2 separate regions of the Danio rerio genome follow, and region 1 is linked to region 2. The links are chromatin contacts, called in public HiChIP or PLAC-seq maps. All regions are on one chromosome and are shown on one strand. Each heading gives the region's core, a stretch centred on a gene start, on an enhancer-like site or on the middle of the called end of the contact. The rest is flanking DNA. Distances are from core to core; before and after follow the strand shown. Region 1 holds the start of sema5ba (sema domain, seven thrombospondin repeats (type 1 and type 1-like), transmembrane domain (TM) and short cytoplasmic domain, (semaphorin) 5Ba). Region 2 overlaps slc49a4 (solute carrier family 49 member 4).

What was found. HiChIP or PLAC-seq counts read pairs in DNA pulled down with a chosen protein or histone mark.
Region 1: an H3K4me3 HiChIP or PLAC-seq map of embryo shows a contact between it and region 2, with 6 times the contacts expected there. The contact joins the promoter of sema5ba here to the enhancer-like site in region 2. A contact is called at or near these places in 4 of 18 Hi-C or Micro-C datasets (caudal fin, hematopoietic stem cells, skeletal muscle and 1 more) and 2 of 4 datasets of contacts at active chromatin or transcription factors (caudal fin and embryo).

The regions. Positions count from the first base shown.
Region 1 is chr9:39,458,550-39,464,023 of GRCz12tu, reverse strand. sema5ba (sema domain, seven thrombospondin repeats (type 1 and type 1-like), transmembrane domain (TM) and short cytoplasmic domain, (semaphorin) 5Ba) reads left to right here and starts at 2,330. Exons shown (of 23, transcript XM_679287.8): 1 at 2,330-2,442.
Region 2 is chr9:39,091,906-39,097,229 of GRCz12tu, reverse strand. The region is part of intron 2 of slc49a4 (solute carrier family 49 member 4); the gene reads right to left. Among named protein-coding and RNA genes, the nearest start is that of slc49a4, 17 kb to the right of the region's middle. Within about 2 kb of position 1,464, at least 4 of the 62 cell types and tissues checked have an H3K27ac peak or open chromatin away from gene starts, as enhancers often do.

The DNA of each region.
Region 1 (5,474 bases), core at 1,081-3,580, 370 kb before region 2:
GTAAATCTCAATAGTCTTGATACTTGATATCTAAAATCTGTCAGGAATAAAACTTTAATTTGATACTGTTTATTCAATTCAATTCATCCATATTTATATAGTGCATTTACAATGTAGATTGTGTCAAAATAGAAGTTCTATTAAATTGAAACTGTGTCAGTCCAGTTTTTAGAGTTGAAGTTCAGTTTAGTTCAGTTCAGTGCTGAAAGTCCAAACACTGAAGAACAAATTCATCGATGCGTAGCTCCCCAAGTCCCAAACCAAGCAAGCCAGTGGCAAGCTTTTATGCATATCAAAATGTATTTACTCTCTAGTTCAGTGGTTCTCAAACTTTGTTTACCAAGGCCCACCTCAAAAAAAATTGTCTTTCCAAGTACCACCAAAATGACCAGTATTGAAATAAAGTAGCGTAGTTGGCCAAATTAAGCAGCTACAGCACTGCACAGTTCAAAAACGAGGCATATTCATATTTATACAATTTGACAACTTGACCATGTGACTCGCAGAGCGGCATTCTGAAAAGTTAAGATGTTTTCAACTGGGGATGCCTGGAAGACGCAAGCGTGTCGTGCTGCAGTTCCTACTCATTTTGCTAGCCTGTGGGTTAAATTATGATGCTTAAGTGACCGAGATGTAACAAGAGAATATGGTCATTTTTTAAATAAAAGATTTTTCAAAATAAATGATTGTTCTGACACAGATAATAAATAAAATGGAAATAATTAGTATTTTTTTGTGCAGTCCGGTACTAATTGATCTATAGACCGGTGCCGGTCTGTGGCCTGAGGGTTTTGGACCACTGCTCTAGCGCATATCTGCTCTGCAAGCACCACGTCCCTCTTTCTCTAGTTCTGCGTCATTTGGATTGATTTTTAGCTGCAGATGACGCGATGCACTAAAGTAAACATTCTAAGCACAGCACGTTGATTGTAGGCTTTAGAGAACAGCTAATGCTGCTCACATCGGTGTTATCGAACGCATCAAATGATTAAAATTGTATTCATTTTTTCTTTCATTACTCAGTGATTCCTCCGCGTACAACTAGAAGTAAGCCCGCGTACCACTAGTGGTACACGTACCACAGTTTGAGAACCACTTCTCTAGTTGATTTATTTTATATTTCTATCTTAACATGACTCTACGTTTTCAAATATTCTGTTTATGTCAGATGCATCAAAGTTAAGCTGTTATTTGTCCCATATTATAAATTCAAATGGTGTGTAATTTTCAGTGACATCTGTGCAAACCTGCTCCTAACCAAACCCAATACAGATTTGTCAATTTATATTAGTAAAAACGATAATACTACATATTTTCCACCTTGTGCTTTTGAAAAGTATAGGAAAAGCTTGCATATTAAAGCTATACAGTACATATGGCAATAATTGAGTACCATAATGCTTATGCAAGTTTGAGGCCACTTAGTAACTCGTGTCACAGTCAGGGCCGGATTTAGTGATTTGGGGGCTCTAAGCAATTCCAACCATGGAGCACAACAGTCGTAAAATGCACACTTTCTACTTTTATTTCATTTTTATTGATTTAGCAGGTTTTTTATATCACTCAAACCTTGATCTTCTTAAAATGAATTTACAACAAAAAGTAGTACATGCATTTTTTTAAAATAAATTTGACTGCTGGACACTTTCATTACTGGGGGTGGTGGACAAATTTGTGCAAATGAAATAAAAATATTTTATAATATTATTATTAAATAGTATTATTATTAAAATATTATTTTATTTCATAATAATCTTTAATTACATTATAATTTTATTTGACTCTCACCATACAAAATATTATATAAAACAACGTTTTATATATATAGTTTAATTTATACTTCTAGATATTTATTGGCGGCCCCCAGACTTTCTGGGGGCCCTAAGTGGCCGCTTACCTCGCTTTTTGGTTAAATCTGCCCCTGGTCACAGTACTTTATCAGGATTTTCTAACTTAACCACAGCAGAACCCCAAAATACCAAAACAGTTTGGAAAGCATTGTGAGATCCAAACAGTTAATTAATTGCCATGGTACCTCACTGATTCTAGGGGCAGACTATTCCGACTGCAAATAGGGGTGTTTTTGAATCCTTATACACAACTGCTCAATTGCCATAAAAATAGATTTACAGAAACTTTCCATTGAATAATTGCATGTAAAAAGTGAACTCAAATACTCATCAGCTTCATCAGCACAGAGCCACAATTTGAAGGTGTAGCTTCTGAACAGAATTCGCACCCCTATTCGTTTGAATTGCAGCCGCCCTTCTGTAGTATCCTCCTCTTTCCAGCACAGCGCAGTAAAGCAGCTGCAGGTCGATCGTTGGAAGTCATTCACAGAAAAGGGATACTGCACAGGAGAACTACACCAAGCGGAGATTGCGGTTTATGCGTTGCGTTTTACGTACGACAGATTTGACTTCAGAGGAAGAACATCAGAAGGTAAAATACTCTTTTTGGATACCACTGCCTCACCTTTAGATGGAGTTATTTATAGAAACCGCCTCTGATGTTCTCCGAGTAGGATGAGACTGAAGTACTTTCAGAACTTTTGTGGTCCAAAGTTGTGTGGCTAGATTGCATTATTAACATTTCTAAGCGAATTTATATGGGGTTTTTTATTGTGGGAACAAAATAAATGTGTAAATATTTGTGAATTTGAATTTCTTTTCTTTTTAAATCCTTACATTTTCAAAATTGCAAAGCATATATTTAATAAACATTTGTCAGCGGGTTGGATTTGGCTAAACGAGAAATGTGTAACAATATTACAGAAGTATTTTAGAATAATTTAAGACTTCTTTATATAACAAATTCTCGTTTATGGGTGTATTTTCTTTCTTTGTGGTGATGACAAAACCCTCATTGAAAAATCTCTGGTCTTTAGTGTTCTGCTCTCATTTTAATAAAGCTATTATTAGCTGTTATATGAACAGGATTCACCATAGTATTCTTTTATCCTGACACTGAATTTACTCGCTGCTCACGTTCTGTTCAGGATCCGAGGAATTTTGCTTTGGAATCGAAAGGTTTCACAAGCTCCGAGGAAAACACGCTGTTTTACACCGTCCTTTATCTTCCTTTGGCATTTGAAGGTTTCTCCTCATTTATTTACTTTGATAAATACTCTACAATATCATCGATAATAACCTACTTTTGCGAAAGATATTTAAATAAGTCTCCTAGTAAAGGTGGAGGGATTTTGCATCCATCTGTCACCTATTTGTCTTTGTGTTTTCGTGAAACTTTATTAGCGTTAAAAGACAAGCTGTTCGCTGTTTATTAGGATCTGAATACCATACCAGTATTTGGTGGTCATTCAGTCAGTATGTTTGTGAGTGAACGATTCTGGCAGTCAGCTGTCAGAGAACCATGTGAATGACGGAATCTGTTGATGTTTCAACAAACAGCAACAACAAATGTATTATATACAGCGCTTTTCTTTAACTTTCGCAGCAAAAACAGGCTGGAAAACTGAGACTGCGTACAATAAAAAGGTATATCCAATAATAGTAGCCTAGAGATACATACAATGGTCAGCAATGAGAACGAGTAGGCAACCCAAACAAAGCAATATCCTATCTGATGACAGTTCTTTGATATAGGTCATATGTGAGGGCGCTGGAACGATAATAATAATAATAATAATAATAATAATAATAATAATAATAATAATAGAACATTTTATTTTTAATTGTCTATGTAGCAAATCACTTGTCTATTCTCAGCCTCCTATATTTGTAATGAGTTTTGTGCTTTGTAATTTTTTCATCCAGTTGTTCTGACATTTTAAATTCACTTGTTATTTCATATATATGGGTTTGTGTTGAAATTGTTGCTTGCATTGGTTTGTGATGCTTGATTTGTCTTCGCGAACTGGAGAACAGGTGTATTGGACATGCACTGCACCGCTGGTCAGAAACGGTAGGGGGCAGTGTCGAGTCTTGTAGGCTAAGCGCACTCTATGATTACAGATGGCAGATAATACACAAACGCCTGAGCTAGAGAGGGAAAATCACCTGTTGGCCTGGCACAGTTTAAGTCAGCGGCGCTAAATCCTGGAAATCTGCCTTCCCGTGGAGCTTTAACTGCAATCAAACATACCTGAAGCAGCTAATCAGGGCCCTTTGGTTCATCTGAGTTTAACGTCAACAAGTCTGTTCAAACTCTGAAAAGCAAACGATTGAGTCGGCCAAATCTGTTCCAATCTTTACATTTCACATTGTTGGGTAAGTAGGGAAAATTATAGATGCATTTGATGTTCTTTTAAGCTGCAATCAAAGAGCTTTAATAGATCAAACTCACAAACTCTCCCAGGACAACATCAAGGTTCGCTGTTAGGCTGATCATCCTGTGGAGCACCTTCATGTATCCCTCAGTACTTTATAAAAAAGTGAAGTGGATTTAAAGTTCATAATTATGAATGTGTTGTCCTTATGTTTGCTTATTCACATGCTTCAAAACAATGATGAAATTCAAATTAAAATGTACAGATTCAAAACTTAGCCTCTTAATTCCACCATAAAGGATCCGTGATTTTCATTACATCACTCTGCATGTTAGATTTTCCTTCCATTCAAATGCAATTACATAAATAGACACCAAAGCTGCTGCTGAAACTGGTTTTCTATATGATGAATGGCATGTTTTTTCAATATAAAAAGGATGAACAATTCAGACTGTTTAAATATGCTTTCCATTGGAGGGAATGAAGCCTGCTGTGGACCTTCATTATAGATCCATGTGTATAGAGAATGTCAAGCTGTTGTTATTCTTGTTGAGTTCTGGGAACCGTTATTATTTTTGGACGTCATATTAGGAGGATCACAGTGTATATCTGTAATTTTTCTGTTGTGATTGTGAAAAATGTTGCCATTGCTGGTCATTCCTGCTGAACGGAGTTGAACGGAATTGCCATAGAAACTCACATCATCATTCAGGGATACAACTGGACAATTTAGTATGCGTCTTCACTTTTTTTAATGTTTAAAAATTCACTAAGAGAAGATTTCGGTTTGCAAATCTATTATTAATTTTACAGATTAACTCACTGCCTCTACAATGTTCACATTTCTGAGTGCTTTGAAAGTTGGAGATTTTGTTCAGTTTAATAATTAACATTACATTTGCTTGTATGACTCGCGCAGTTTGTTGGTTTGTGAATTAACTGAGCTTGCACACAGTTGCTACAAAGCGTTCTAGGAATTTGGTTTTTATGCTTGTGTGTTGAAATGTGTCAGTGTCTGTCCTTTGAATGTGACCCACAATGTCTGATTCCTCTCAATGATCATGCGAAAGTGAACTTTTACCAAAAAACATTTAAAAATAAAACATTTAATTTGAGATTTCTACAAAGTGGTGGCTGATGAGGGAAAATGCATCAAATTATCAGGCAGTGAAACATAATAGCTTAATTTGCTTCTCAAGTATGATATCGTGAAGGATGTGAATACTTAATTTGAACCAAAAATAGA
Region 2 (5,324 bases), core at 215-2,714:
AATCATGATAGTTAAAGTCTTTATTACATGTTATCAGACTTCAGTATTAAGCAAAGTAAAAGGTTATTGCACACCAATTTCAAAATTTTCTTCTGTAATTTTTGCACATAAAAAAAAAAAAATCAACCTCACATTGTCATTCGTATTGACACACTGCCTCTATTGACACACTGATAGGCTGAATCGTATTGACGCATTCTATTAACAACACTGCCATACTGACACGCTTTATTGACAAACTTTCACCAGTCATAAAAATATAAATAAATCATAATTTAAATATCAAACTGGGTTTAATTTTTTGCATCCGAAAAAGCAGTTTGAGAGGAGTTTTGACAGATCAGAGCCACCATACAAGAGAAAAGCTAAATACAGAATGTGGTCACTTGAGCCACAGATAACTTTATGACAAATACTGAGCATAAACTAAAGACAGAATGTGGTGGACAGTTGAAATCCCCTATGCTAGATTCAGTTACTGTCACACATCTCCCTGCTGCTGTTTAGTGTGTGTGTGTGTGTGTGTGTGTGTGTGTGTAGACATTATAATAGAAAGATAAATGCCTCATGGTCCGCTTCGGTCAGCTGCTCCGAACTGTCAGCACAGTCTCCATGTATAAAATGTCTTTGGTACAGCCAGTCTCTGTTTTAGATTTGTTTACATGCATAAACGTGTAAAGTATCACAAGCAATGTATCAAAATTCAACTGATTTCCTGTAATAAACTTTGCGTTTGGGGATAATCCAGCGCAGATCTTTGATAAGGAAAACTCTCCTTCCTTTCTATGCAATATTGAATTAACAAAACAGCCCATGTAGCCTATTCATCTATTCTACTTTGGAGAAGAGAGGAGAACAAAGTATCACTGCTTGAATTAACTCCGAAAAGGTTTTGCGTTTTTTCGGAATTGATCAATTAATACGCATCGGACTCAGTGTCAAGGTTTGTGTACATGAATGCGAAAAAATGTCAGACTTCAGTGTGCTAAGACCTTAAAGCTGAAAGCCATCAAAAAGCAAAATAAGATGACAGAGCAATTGCTGATGCTGTACACAGCAGAGTTTTTATTATGACACAGTCTACCACTTCCAGGTCTTTCGAACGTGATCATGTGGAGAAGCATAGCTGTTCTACCATGCTAAGATACATTTTATTATTTTGTTATAATGTCATCAGCACAGGACACCATCTGTATCACTTGTTAAATTTAAATATTCATCAAAACATTTGGCATATTGTAAGTCAGCAAATGTTATAACCGTATTCTTGTGGGTTATGTGGGAATATTTGAATAATAAATAAATAAAAATTACATATTGTGCATTTAAAATTTGAAAACTGTACTTTCCCCAAACGTGGGTTTTGCTGGTTTCTAACCACAAATCACTGCTTCCCTACATGTCTAACAAAGGTGAGGTCTGATAGCAGGGGAAACAAAAGAGCTTTATCAGTGAGACAGGATGACTGAGTCCCAGCGGGGAGACTTGTGATAGCCTAACTGCCTGAGTAAACGTCGCAGTGCTTGTCCTCAGAATAGATCTTCAGCATTGGTGAAGATAGAGATTGACTGAAACATTTCTCCATTTTCTACAGCAGAGACACTCACAAAACCAGACCAAAATCATCTTTTCTTCCATGGTAATCACAGTCGTAAAGATCAAGAGGCTTCCTGTGTCAAGCTTTCCTCTCTAGTTTCTTCCTAGCAATTGTCACTAACTGAACAAAAAGTCTTAAGGTCTATTCTTGTTCACGAAGATGTGAAGTTCTTGACTGTGGCTTGTCAACGAATGTTTGAGGGAGGGAAAAATAAACCCCTCTGAAGATGTACTAAGTGGGTGATTGATGATATACTTGCCCTAGATTTAAAACCGGCTCACAAGTGCATTTGGTTTTGTCTGCACACATAATACGCAACATTCAAACAGCCCACACCTGTTGAACTTTACAGTCCACAAAGGATTTTGGTTTAAATTAAGCCATAGATCAAGCAGTGCCATCCTCAATTCCCAATCAAATATTGTGTGAAGGTTCCCTCAAATGTGCCTTTCTCTTCTGTTTCAACATGTCATCTCATTCTGCAGAATTGTGTTCATATGTTTCTTGACTGGACTTTAGCCTGTGATACTATATTCATCCCATATATCAAGGGATAGTTCCCCCCCAAATGAACGTTTACTCATTATTTATTCACCATTAAGTGGTTGCAAACAAGCTCTCGTGACACAAGAGCAGCAAAGTTATTATTATGAAAAAGACTGCCACTTCTAGTTCTTCCAATCGTGATCACTTGGAGAAGCAGAGCTGTTTTACCATGCTGGATACATTTTAATATTATGTTAATGTCATTGACATAGGACACCACCTGTGTCCCTTGTTAAATTTTAACAATACTCGAAATATCTGGGATAAAGTACATAAATTAAAAAAATATATACAATACCTGACAAAAGTCTTGTCGCCTATCCACGTTTTAGGAACAACAAATAACTTGTGGTTGATGGTTTGGTATCAGAAATGGCTTATATGAGGCAAGAGCCTCTAGATAACGCTGATTTAACCAAAATAAAATATGATCATGCGTTGATTTTTAATTATTTCATTAGGACAGTAAAGTCTGACTTTGCTTCGACAAGTCTTGTCAGTTAACAGAAAGAAAGTACAGTATAGAATATAAAATCATGGTGCAGTGAAAAAGAATTAATATTGTGTAGGACTCCCATGAGCTTGGAGGACGGCATGCATACATGTCTCCAATGACTCAAATAACTTAATAATAAAGTCATCATGGCAAAAAAAGCGTTCTTGCAGGACTCTCAGAGTTAGTAAAGATTCTTTGGATTTATCTTCAATGCCTCCTCCATCTTACCCCAGACATGCTCAATAATGTTCATCTCTGGTGACTGGGCTGGCCAAAACTTAAGCACAATGACCTTCTTTGCTTTCAGGAACTTTGATGTGGAGGTTGAAGCATGAGAAGGAGTGCTATCCTGCTGAAGAATTTGCCCTCTCCTGTAGTTTATGTAACGTGCAGCACAAATATCTTGATACCTCAGACTGTTGATGTCCCCATCTACTCTACAGATCTCTTACACGCTCCTAAACTGAATGTTACCCCAAACCATGATTTTTCCTTCCCCAAACTTCAATGATTTCTGTCAGAATCTTCGGTCCATGTGGGTTCCAATAGGTCTTAGTAATGATTGGGATGCAGCTCAACAGATGGTTCATCTGAAAAATCTACCTTTTGCCACTTTTTCAAATGATCAACTAGAAGTCAAGTTATTATTTGTTGCTCTTACAACTGGGACCGACGACAGGACTTTTGTCAGGCAGTGTATAACACTATTCTATCAAGGGGTTCCAAAGTTGGAGTTTTTATTCTGTTGAAGACAAATTAATATATTTTGAAGAAAGATGAAAACCTGTAACCATTGACTTGCATAGTAGGAAAAACAAATACTATGGAAGTGAATGGTTATATGTTTCCATCTTTTTTGTGCTGAACAGAAAAAAAAGAAATTCAAACAAGTGAAAGGTAAGTAAATGACATAATTTTTTTATTTTTGGGTGAACTATGCCTTTAAAGAAATGGGCTAGAATGCAATGCACTGTGGATTTCTCTCTAAAGAAACAGCAGGTCTACATTTGCATTGATTGAAATCATTGTGATACCCCTCACGTAGCTCATAATTGGATCGTAGATGATTCTAAATCCTACACCTCGAGCTGATCATTACGACTCTGCGTTCGCCAATTACGACTGGAAACAATGCAAAATTGACAATTCAGGTATAAAGAATGACTACAGATATTGCCCACTAGATTAAGGTCAAGGAATTCCAGACTGAATTGATTCTGTTAACCTACTTTAATTAAGCAATAAAGCGTAAGACTATGTTGTAATTAAAATCAAATAAAGGCTATAGTGTTAGGCACACCACTTAGTGCACTGCCTTTGATTCTTTCATTCATACTGTAATAAAAATAAGAAACAGTGTTTTAAAAATATTTTTTTTTATCTTATGTTAATGTTTGATGTGTCTTATTTTAAATCAATTTAGCTCTTATTTAGGCCCCAGCAATGGTATTAAGTATGATTACAAGAGTCTGGAGAGTAAACTTCCAGTTACACTATGAAATATGCACAGTTGCAAAGTCACATGGTGGGAGGGGATTTCTATATCATACAATGTCCACAGATAATACTAATCCCATGCAAAGGGATTAAGTTAACAGCAAATATTCACTTTTGCAAGCGTTTTTCCTCCCAAAGAAAACACACAAAAAAGCTGTGCATTCATGTTTTTTTAATAACATAACATATTATAGTATAATAATTAATACAATACCAGCAGGCCTTGCGAGGCTTTTGCAGGGTTACAGTGAACTATATAAGCTAACAGTTAAAAATTATATATTATTAGATGGTGTTGGTATCAAAGATAGAAAATGTAATATTACATTTCTTAGAAGTTTGATTCATTATCCTGCAACTTTTAGGCACAAGTACTTTTGGAATAACCTATTTGAATATATCAATTTGTAACTTGATCTGGACTTATAACAACAAACACTGTGTCACTAATAAAGTCAGTGAAATATAATTTGAAATTATATATAATTACATATCCAACCAACCAGTTTCTCAAGAGATATAAAGTTGATTTTTCTGAATCTTGTGTTTTTTGCGGAATGGATGTTGAGACTGTTATCCACTTGTTTTTTGACTGCATGCATGAATGCATTTCTGGTTTGATGTTGAATGTCTATTTAATATACTTAATGGTGATAGAATTAATATAAAGAAAAGAGATGTCATAAATTACTTGAACAAAAAAAAATATAGATAAGAATCTCCTGTTTATGTTAAATCTATGGTATTTTTTACGTATACCCGCTCTTGTTCTTAGTTTTTTTCTTCTCTCCTTTCTTTCTTTTTGTTATTTTGCTTACAGATTTTATGCTTAAATGTGAACATCCTATTGTAAGATTATTTATGCATAATTTAATTACACATTTAATCACAGCAAGGTAAACGTTTCGAGCCTCGGCTGGGTCAGTTTGCAGTTCTGTGTGGAGTTTGCATGTTCTCCCTGCATTCGCGTGGGTTTCCTCCGGGTGCTCCGGTTTCCCCCACAAGTCCAAAGACATGCAGTACAGGTGAATTTGGTATGCTAATATTGTCAGTAGTGCATGTGTGTGAATGAAAGCGTATGGGTGCTCCCTAGTGACTGTAAAACATAAACTGGATAAGTTAGCGGTTCATTCTGCTGTGGTGACCCTCGATTAATAAGGGACTAAGCCAAGAAGAAATGAATGAATA